Linked DNA regions of Mus musculus: all the other regions are linked to region 1. The links are chromatin contacts, called in public Hi-C maps. All regions are on one chromosome and are shown on one strand. The core of a region is the stretch at or near the end of the contact, and the rest is flanking DNA. Distances in the headings are between cores, read along the strand shown.

What was found. A called contact is a pair of places that touch in the nucleus more often than the background predicts.
Region 2: a contact with region 1 is called in a Hi-C map of the G1E-ER4 cell line, with 3 times the contacts expected there. The contact joins two enhancer-like sites.
Region 3: a contact with region 1 is called in a Hi-C map of bone marrow-derived dendritic cells, with 2.6 times the contacts expected there. The contact joins two enhancer-like sites. A contact is called at or near these places in 1 of 39 promoter capture datasets (pre-B cells), 1 of 484 Hi-C or Micro-C datasets (bone marrow-derived dendritic cells) and 1 of 115 datasets of contacts at active chromatin or transcription factors (embryonic stem cells).

What each region holds. Positions count from the first base shown.
Region 1 is chr2:129,891,767-129,894,876 of GRCm38.p6, reverse strand. All of the region lies in intron 1 of Gm39933 (a long non-coding RNA gene), which reads left to right. Among named protein-coding and RNA genes, the nearest start is that of Gm39933, 3.6 kb to the left of the region's middle. Within about 2 kb of position 1,421, at least 71 of the 459 cell types and tissues checked have an H3K27ac peak or open chromatin away from gene starts, as enhancers often do. A contact at or near this core is called in the G1E-ER4 cell line and bone marrow-derived dendritic cells, where this site is marked.
Region 2 is chr2:130,371,804-130,374,913 of GRCm38.p6, reverse strand. No RefSeq gene overlaps it. Among named protein-coding and RNA genes, the nearest start is that of Cpxm1, 24 kb to the left of the region's middle. Within about 2 kb of position 1,668, at least 8 of the 459 cell types and tissues checked have an H3K27ac peak or open chromatin away from gene starts, as enhancers often do. A contact at or near this core is called in the G1E-ER4 cell line, where this site is marked.
Region 3 is chr2:129,545,421-129,548,530 of GRCm38.p6, reverse strand. No RefSeq gene overlaps it. Among named protein-coding and RNA genes, the nearest start is that of F830045P16Rik, 10 kb to the right of the region's middle. Within about 2 kb of position 1,525, at least 38 of the 459 cell types and tissues checked have an H3K27ac peak or open chromatin away from gene starts, as enhancers often do. A contact at or near this core is called in bone marrow-derived dendritic cells, where this site is marked.

The DNA.
Region 1 (3,110 bases), core at 172-2,671:
TACAGAGAGGGCAGACTGGATTCTGGCTTGCTTTATCTATCTATCTATCTATCTATCTATCTATCTATCTATCTATTTATTTATTTAGCTCTGTGACTTTAGGTAAGTGGGAGAGCACTGTAGGTTTGGTGTAAATCAAGTGAAATCTGAGGTAGAAATTGCCAGTTCTGGCAAGCATTCCTGGGTTCAAGCTAGACAAAAGTACACCCACATAATTAAGACTGAAGAGACAGGTCAGTCAGGACAAGTGGCCGGCCTGACCTCACATCTCCTGGGAAGCAGAGGTCTACATGTTCAAGGTTCTTGCTCCATTCGAGCACACCAAGAACAGCCATCTTTTTCTCCTTTTTGCTTTCTAACTGGACCAGAGTCCTCCCCCTCCCCCTGACTCCACACCTCCCTTGGTGGTATTAGAGTCTATAGTTCAACCACCTAATGGGTTCCCTCCTTAACCACCTAATGGGTTCCCTCCTCCCTAGGGATTGGTACATTACTTGGACTTTATCTTTTGTAAGTGAGTGATACGTTTTAGCTGAGAAAACGGAGCAGCGAGTTCCAAACACCACCCTCACATTAAATGCCGGGCCACGCTGACTCAGGGCCGCTGCGTGTCTCTGTTTCTTAGGAGGAATAAAACGGTTGATTAGTTTTTGCCTCTGCCCATTTATCTGTTAGAACTGATAAAAAAACACCACTAACATTTACAGCCAGAATTGAATCTGCATTCTAAGCACTTAAGCACAAAGCCATTTTCCAGACATCTTGTTGATGTTTTATTTTCTCCATTTAGACTGCAGCCTGCAGGGACAGCGGCTGGATTTGTAATGATCCAGAGAAAATTTGACAGCAGATCTCACTGTCGCTCGCACTGCTATCAGCACTACCGACCATCTCGGGGCACCTATGTCTTTAGCAGAATACAATTTTTTGAAGATAGTTTAAAAAAAAAACTTCTACTTTATTGCACCAGTTATTACACCACATTTGATCTCACTTAGCTCTGTATTGGCTTCAGGATGTCATGGCCATAAACCACAGGGAAAATGAGGATCAAAGTGGCCCCCAAACTGCCTAAAGTCATACCGAGAGTGACCATTGTCTGTGCCTATTCATGCTATCCTTGGGTAAGGTCCAGTGTTACTATAAATAGTCCCCCAAACGGTCCTCCTCTTAGGGCTTCCGAGTCAGAGCTAGAGTGTCATACTGCAGAAGGCTGATAGACAAGGGGGCACTGAAATACACAATCTACGCAAGTGAATCCCATCAGGCCCTGAACGAGCAACTCCCCAAAGATGCTCAGCTACTGACATCTGAAAAAGCTTTTACTTTGACAAATTACGCATCCCATTTCCTCTTCCATCTTCCGTCTGTGAAGCGGTAGTGAAATCAGCTTTGTCATTCCTTCTTAGGCAACCAGCCAGACTGAGCCAAGATTGAAACTGAGAACTGGAGAGTTCTGCTTCTTACAGAACCTGGAAACAAAGCTGGGCTGCGCCCTTTTTGACTTGCAACCTGTTTTCTACATGTAGAGAAAGGCCCTGTGGGCTTGAGGAGGGCAGGGCTAGAGGAAGGCATGCCAGCTGCTGCCACTGACTGTTAAGGATAGAGGACTAGTCCTGTCTGTGGCTTTGCACATATGGTTTCGTCAACACAGGTCTGTTAAATGGCTATAGCCTCCAGGCCTCCCATCTTTCTCATGAGATATAGGAGATGAAAAAAAAAAAAAAACCTATTTTCAATTAAAATAAACCAAAAAGCCCAGAAACGCAGTGATCATAAATAAATAAATTTAATTAAATATAGAGACTCAGACTGCACTGTTTAGCCAAGATCTGCTGCCAGGTTTCTCTGATAGTTTCATTTTCACATCAGAATTCCCAGGCCCACCTCTTCTCTGTCCTTCTCCGGCCATCATCGACCAGGTTCACGGCTGCCCACCCCTCTCAATGCTCTGACTCTCAGTTTTGAAGGAGAATGGCAGCTGCCGTGATGGCTTGGGTCAGGTATGATTCATTCGGCATCTCCGTGTAGGCACCCACTTTGGGTTCAGCTTCACTGCCTGGCATTGAGAAAGCAGAGTCTTATACTTGTCCTTGGAGGCCAATGGTTACAGGTGGTTGTAATCTGTAAGTCCATACAGAGTAAGCAATATGAAGTGAAAAGTTTATTCCACTGAAATGTGGAGACCGGTCCTTTTCTAAGAACAGCCAGAGAGTAAGTGAAAATTCTCTTCCTTTCCCCTCCTCCCTTCCTCCTCCTCCTCTTCATTTTTAATTTTGTTTGTTTATTTATTATATCCCTAGATGTCCTGGAATTCAGTACATAAACCAAGCTGGTCTTGAACTCACAAACATCTGCTTGCCTCTGTCTTTAGGTTGGAATCTTTACAAAGAGAAAACTAAAGGAAAATAGACCTTCTGAAAAGCATAGTAATAAGAGACTTTGACAAAGGACAAATGGAGGGTCCCATACTTTCAAAACCTTGAAGCCTACAGATAGCTGAGCAGGCAATAGGTCAGGGAGATCAATTTTCCTTCTGGTGGTTCAAATCCAGGCTTGGAAAGAAGATCCTTGTTGCCCCTGATTGGTAGAATTCTTTCTTTTCTCAAGTGAAGGATTTGTACCTGTCCATGCATTGGTTCATCATCTATAGGTAATTTCTTTCTTTCTCTCTTTCCTTCTCTCTTTTTCTCTCTCTTTCCTTTCTTTCTCTCTCATTCATTCATTCATGCCATTTGTCTTATACACTGCACTTGACATTAGCAATGTACATTCAACTAGCCTAAAAAGACAGATCACTGTCCAGGCATAGAAAAAGCAGGAGGAATAAATTGTGTCTATAAAGTGCTTTCTATAATTCTGTTTCCTCAACTACAGCACCTCTGTCCATTCATTCTCTGTCTTCTCATGGGGTCTGGTGTGCAAGTTGATAATAACTAGGGCTGAAGGATGGAGGAGAAGGAACAAGGCACTAGTTACCAGTAGAGACACGGGGAGGAAGCTCAAATGGAGTGTGTATGAGGTCTGAGAGCGATTCTGGCTGTGCTAAGCAGGTGCCAATACTCTAGAGGATGCAGAGCAGGGGCCAGGCATGGACCAGGCTATATCAG
Region 2 (3,110 bases), core at 419-2,918, 480 kb before region 1:
AGGCCTCCACACAGCCAAGGATGCAACCAGGACTTTCATTCTCAGGCTGGCAGATGGGAGAGAAAAGCATTGGACAACTAAGATGCTAAAAAGCTGAGCCCTGGAACTGGAGAGTTGGGACAGTGTTAAGAGTGGATGGGGGCGGGGGAGCAGCAGGGGGCAAAAAAATATGGAGTATAAAAAAATCTGAATTAAAAAAAAGAAAGAGTGAATTTTACAGAGGACCTGAGTTCAGTTCCCTGTTGTAGGTGGCCTGTAACTCTTTCTCCAGAGGCATCCAACACCTCTGGCCTCCTCAGGTTCTCTGTCTCTGTCTCTCTGTCTCTGTCTCTCTGTCTCTCTGTTTCTCTGTCTCTCTGTCTGTCTGTCTCTCTCTCTCTCTCTCTCTCTCACACACACACACAAATAAGCATGTAGTTAAAAGTAAGGTAAATATTTAAAATAGTAGGTCTCAGTGAACAGCAAACCTGCATTTGATGACATATTCCTTTCCCTTTAAATGCTGGACCCCTTTGCTCTCAAGGAACAAAGTGATCAAATATTTGTCCTTATACCTACAGATAACTGTAGTCCTCACCCCTCATCAAGAAGACTTCTCTTTACCACAGAGATCATTACAGAAAACTACAACCAATCAAAATGCAGAGTTGTAGATCCCAGTCCTAAGAGATCCATCTCCAATAACTCTTACGCCTAAGCCTTGGGGAACATTTCAGAGGGAGGGACAGTAAGGTCCCGAGAGCCAGAGGATCAGGGAGTTTGCTCTGAGACTGTGTCTCCTGGGAATGTCAGAGCCTCATTGGTAAGTTTTAAAAGAGTGACATCAGCGTCGAGCTACTTAAAGACTATTCCTAGACCAGAATTCTTAAGTCGCTGTTTCTGCATCAATTACTTTATAAGTTTAATGCAATCTCAATGAAAATCCAGTAGGTTTTTAAAAATAGTAATAAACACATCTTAAAATTACCATAGACCTGGGTATGGCACCACACTCCTGTGAGTCTAGGACCTGGGAAACAGGAAACAATCAGAAGTTAAAGGTCCGTCAGTGAAGCCTCAGACAGGAAACTAAGGTGGACACCTTGCCGTATGTTCTGCCTAGCTTTACGGGAACTTAACATAAGCTATATTCACTTGGGAGGAGGGAACCTCAGTTAGAAAAATGGCCCCATCACACTGGCCTCTGAGGAAGCCTGTGGTAACATTTCATGACTGATGTGAGCAGTGGTCCTGAGTGCTCTACGAAGGCAAGCTGAAACCAGGCAGTGGTGGCATACACCTTTAATCCCAGGACTCAGGAGGCAGAGGCAGGTGGATCTTTGAGTTTGAAGCCAGCCTGGTCTACAGAGTGAGTTCCAGGACAGCCAGGGCTACACAGAGAAACCCTGTCTCAAAACAAAACAAGCAAACCAAAACCCAAACAACAACAAACCAAACAAACAAACCAAAACCCCTCCCTAAAAAGAAAGAGACAGACAAGGAAGTAAGGGAGGGAGAGAGGGAGGGAGAGAGGGAGGGAGGGAGGGAGGGAGGGAGGGAGGGAGGGAGGAAAAGGACTGAGGTGACAGAATAAACTCCATTTTGTTCTTAAGACTCCATTCTAAGTTAACTTGCCCTTAGAGAGGCATGGCCCCCCCTCCCTTGAGGTCTGAGAAAAATCGCAAAATGTCCCTGGCAGTTGCAAAATAGACACAGCAGCTGCAGCTGGCTGATAACAACAGAGTGGGCTAAGAAAACCCAAGTTGTTCCCAGGTGAAAATGCCCCTTTTTAATGTATGCTCCCTCCTTATGGTTTAACCAGGAGCTGTAAATCAATAAGCTTAAAGACCAACATTCCTTTACCCCCTCATGTAATGCCAAGGCTTAGAAACCCTCACAGTTTTTTCCTTTATAAACCTCCTTCACTTAGACCTGGGGGTCCACTCTTCTTCCTATTCCATCCAGAAGGTTGGTGGAACCAAGCTCAAGCTTGAATAAAGACCCTCATGTGCTTGCATCAGCGTTGTGATTCCTGGGGGTCTCTTTGGGGTTTTTACAATCTGGGCACAAAAGAAAGAAAGGAAGAAAGGAAGGGAGGAAGGGAGGAAGGGAGGGAGGGAGGGAGGAAGGAAGGAAGGAAGGAAGGGAGGGAGGAGGCTGGCTGAGCAAGTGTGGAAACAGGTCAGTAGGCAGTGCTCCACCCTAGCTTCTGCAGCAGCTCCTGCCTTCAGTTTCTGCCTTGACTTCCTACCCTGACTTCCCTGGATGATGGACAAAAGCTTTAAGATGAAATAAGCCCTTTCCTCCCCAAGTTGCTCTTGCTTTTGGTCATGGTGTTTTATATATACTTTTAAAGTTGTTAGGATACCGTGGTATTGGTATGACAGACAAAAGGACAAATAGATCAGAGTAGAGAATACAGAACAAACCATTGTATGCATAGACAATTGATTTATGGTAAATCTCCAGTGCAGTGAGATGAGGAAAAGACAGCAAGTTTAACAAACAGTGCTGGTCAATGACTATCCATTTAGAAACAAGCACGTTTGATCCTCTGGTCACTATGGCACACTAGTCATTCTAGCTGAGTGTGGTGGTTTAGTCCTTTAATCCTAGTACTCAGGAGACAGAGGCAGGCAGATCTCTATGAGTTTGAGGCCAGCCAGGGATACATAGTGAGATTCTTAAAAAACAAAACCAATCAAACAACAACAACCAGAAAAAACGAACACCGCTAATAATGCTATGGGAGAGATTGGGAGCATGGCAGAGTTGAGTGGCAAACACTGCAGGGTCCACTTATGGTTAGTGCCTCACAACCACCAGGCTCTCATGCTGATGGGCTTCTTGTGAGCATCAGACCTCTAGCTCACTCTGTTCTATCACCCACTGGTTGTACTTACTACCACTGAGGTGACCAGCAGAAGGCTATCTTCTGCCTGAAGGTCAAAGTGCAAAGGTGTGTGTGTGCATGGATTGGAGGGAGGTGGCTACTTCACGCAAAGGAGTTCAGGCATTCAGAGAATCTGACTGTGAAATATCTCTTTTCTAAGGGGAGAAAGATGCTGTAGACGTGACTTCTTCCTCTGTGGAAAAATCATCTCAAAGAAGATACACCTCAGAGTCTACGT
Region 3 (3,110 bases), core at 276-2,775, 350 kb after region 1:
AGGAGGGAACCTCAACTGAAAACATGCCTCTGTCACCATGGTTTGTAGGTAAGTCTGGGGGCGGGGTGGGTATTGATTAATGATTGATGTAGGAGGGTCTGGCCCACTGTGAGTGGTGTCACCTCTGGGTAGGTGGTCCTGGATTGTATAAAAAAAAAAAACAAACCAAACCAACAACAAGTGGCTGAGCAAGCCGGGAGAGGGAGTCAGTAAGCAACGTTTCTTCATGATCTTTCTTTGGTTACTTCACTAATGACTGCGATGTAGAAGTAGAAGCCAAATAAACCCTTTCCTCCCCAAGCTGCTTTTGGCCATGATGTTTATCACAGCAATAGAAAACAAGCTCGGACAACAGTAAAAACAAGGGCTCCCCTGGTTATCAGTTCATCCTTCCAGGTGCACCCCAAATCTAAACCCTAACATTCCATTCACCACCTCCGTGTCTACGCCAGGTACTCTAGGTTCTGATGGCTCATGGGTAAAGCCAAGAGCCCCGTGTGGGCTCTACCTGGGGGCCCAGTCTTCTGTGCTTCTCTAACCCTGTCACCGGGATTCCCAACCCTCCCCACCACCCTGTGCTTTCCGCTGACCTGCATGGTCTCCTCCCTGTCTGTGGAAGCGGGGAGGGAAGCTCAGCTCCTGCTGCAGCAGCCTGTGGGGTTCCCTTACACCTCAGGGATCTCCATTCAGGAAAACCCAAAGCCTATGGCTGACACGGAAAGGAATTCAGGACAACTCAGTATGAAGCAGAGCTGTGGTTTATTTTAAAAGAATTTAAAAATATTTTGAGTGTATAATACAATTACATCATTTCCCCCTCCCCTTTCTTCCTTCCAAACCCTCCCTTTAAATCCACCTTGCTCTCTTTCAAATTCATGGCCTCTTTCTAAAAGAGATTTTTTTTTAATGTGTATTTAATGCTTGGGGATCAGTAGACAGAACAGGACATCACCAAGTATGGGTGTGGTCTGTTCAAGGGGAAGGAACACTTTATTACCCTAGCTGGGCGGTAGTGGCACACGCCTTTAATCCCAGCACTCGGGAGGCAGAGGCAGGTGGATTTCTGAGTTTGAGGCCATCCTGGTCTACAGAGTGAGTTCCAGGACAGCCAGGGCTACACAGAGAAACCCTGTCTCGAACCCCCCCCCCCAGAAAAAAATAAAAAATCTGCTTAGTTTATTTGCATTTACTTATTTATCTTTTGATGTTACATACACATATACAGTGCGCTATGATTATTCTCTTCCCTTATTACTCCCTGTCACTCCATATCTTTTTACTTTGCACCCCTTCTTCTTCCCAACTAGAACCTCAATGGATACACCATTGAAGAAAATAAATAACATCTCCTGTAGCAACTAGTTCCTCAGAAAGAAGTGGGGGGGTCTTCCCTAAGCTAAGAGGGGTACAAGTATAAACACTTTATAAATATAAATACGTAGCAGGAAGTTTGGCAATATACCCATTTAGGGAAGGAGCAATAGTTTGTTCCCCTTTAGGCTCATGACTCACCCAGCCACAGGCTTCTAGTCGGGTTTATGGTAATTGATTTGTATTTCCCCCCTGTGGAATGGGCCTCCTACCCGGGCTGATTACCCCAATATAATCAAGCCACTATTCCACAGTGGGAAATGGGTATTCAGCAAGCAAGCTCTAGAGTGAATGTGGCCATGGCTATTTTTCCCTCAGTAGCCTGCTCAGCAGTTTTTAGGACTATGTATGCAGCCAGTGGAAAGGGAGTTTCCAGCTCAGTACCAGTTTGGGTTCCCTACATCCTGTGACCAAAAGTCTTCAGCCGGAGGATCTTAACATCTCGTTTTGGTGGGATAGCAAAAGTGTTGGCAATGCACTTCCTTTGGGAAGTTGACTGTCTTTATAATAGTCGTGTGTGTGTGTGTGTGTGTGTGTGTAAATTTTGGTGAGTTGTAAATTTATTCTCTTCAAAGGATGGTGAGACTTTAATGGCTGGCATATCTCTCCAGTCCATGCTAAGAAATGGACTCACAGTGGTTCATGAGGCAAAGACAGGATTCCAGGCACAACTGTAGACCACAGGGATACAAAGACTTAGGGCAACTTTACTGTAACAAAATACTCAGGGTATTGCTTTTGAGCTTCCCAGAATGTATGCAAGAGGAGGTGGACTCTATTTGAGGTCATAAATGCTAAGACCTTAAGTCTGGTTTGTTGCTATTTTAACATTCTTAATAGAACATATCTGTATAGAAGAAACATTCTCCCTATGTCTGTAACCTTCACAGAACTGTGGCCAGCATTGGGATTCTTGATTCTCAGTAGAGGTGTCACAGGGACTCTGAAGTGAGAGGCTCATGTCTCCCCTCCTTTCCCTGTGTCCTATCTTGCTGCACACTACCCACTGCGGATTGATGTTGTTCTTATTCAGACCTTGCCCAAGCACCTTATTAAAATTTCATCCTCAGCTCTCTTTCCCCGTCCCCTTCTTTGATGTTCTTCACTGGCTATGCCACCATGCATCAGACCCTTACCAATCAAACTCTCCCTTTAGCCTGTGAGCTCCTGGGGGCTGGATTGGGGGCATCTCAGAGCAAATAGGTAGCAGCCCAGTTTCCTGGAGACAGAGTTTCTATCCGGATCGCCGTTGAAGCCTTGGTGCTGAAAGGAGTTTGGCACCGGTGGAAATGCCATCATGTTTGCTCAGTGATGTAGGCACTACACCACTAAGCTCTATGCACCTGGGGCTATTTGTCAACCTTTGTAACAGCCAGGAAGCTGGGGCTGCGGCAAGGGTTGTCTGTTTCTCTTCTGGGGTTAGAGGTTTCCTATGAAGCCATCACCAAGTCATTGTTGTTAGTTTTTGTTCTCCTATATCCAATCCGACTCTAATCACAGCTACAGAATTTCTCCTCTCTAGCATCATGTCTCATTAGCACGGGGTTAGCCTGGCTGGCCAGCTGTTCCTCTTCTGAAACTTCCTGTCTGTTTGTGCATGCTGTCCATATTTTCTGTTAGGTCCTTGAATCATTTTGTAATGATTTTTATTGTATCTGTGCATACATATGTAATCTAATGTAAAGCAGTAGTTTGAACTTCTGGTTCAATAATACATGGCTCTTTATCCAGTGTCATGA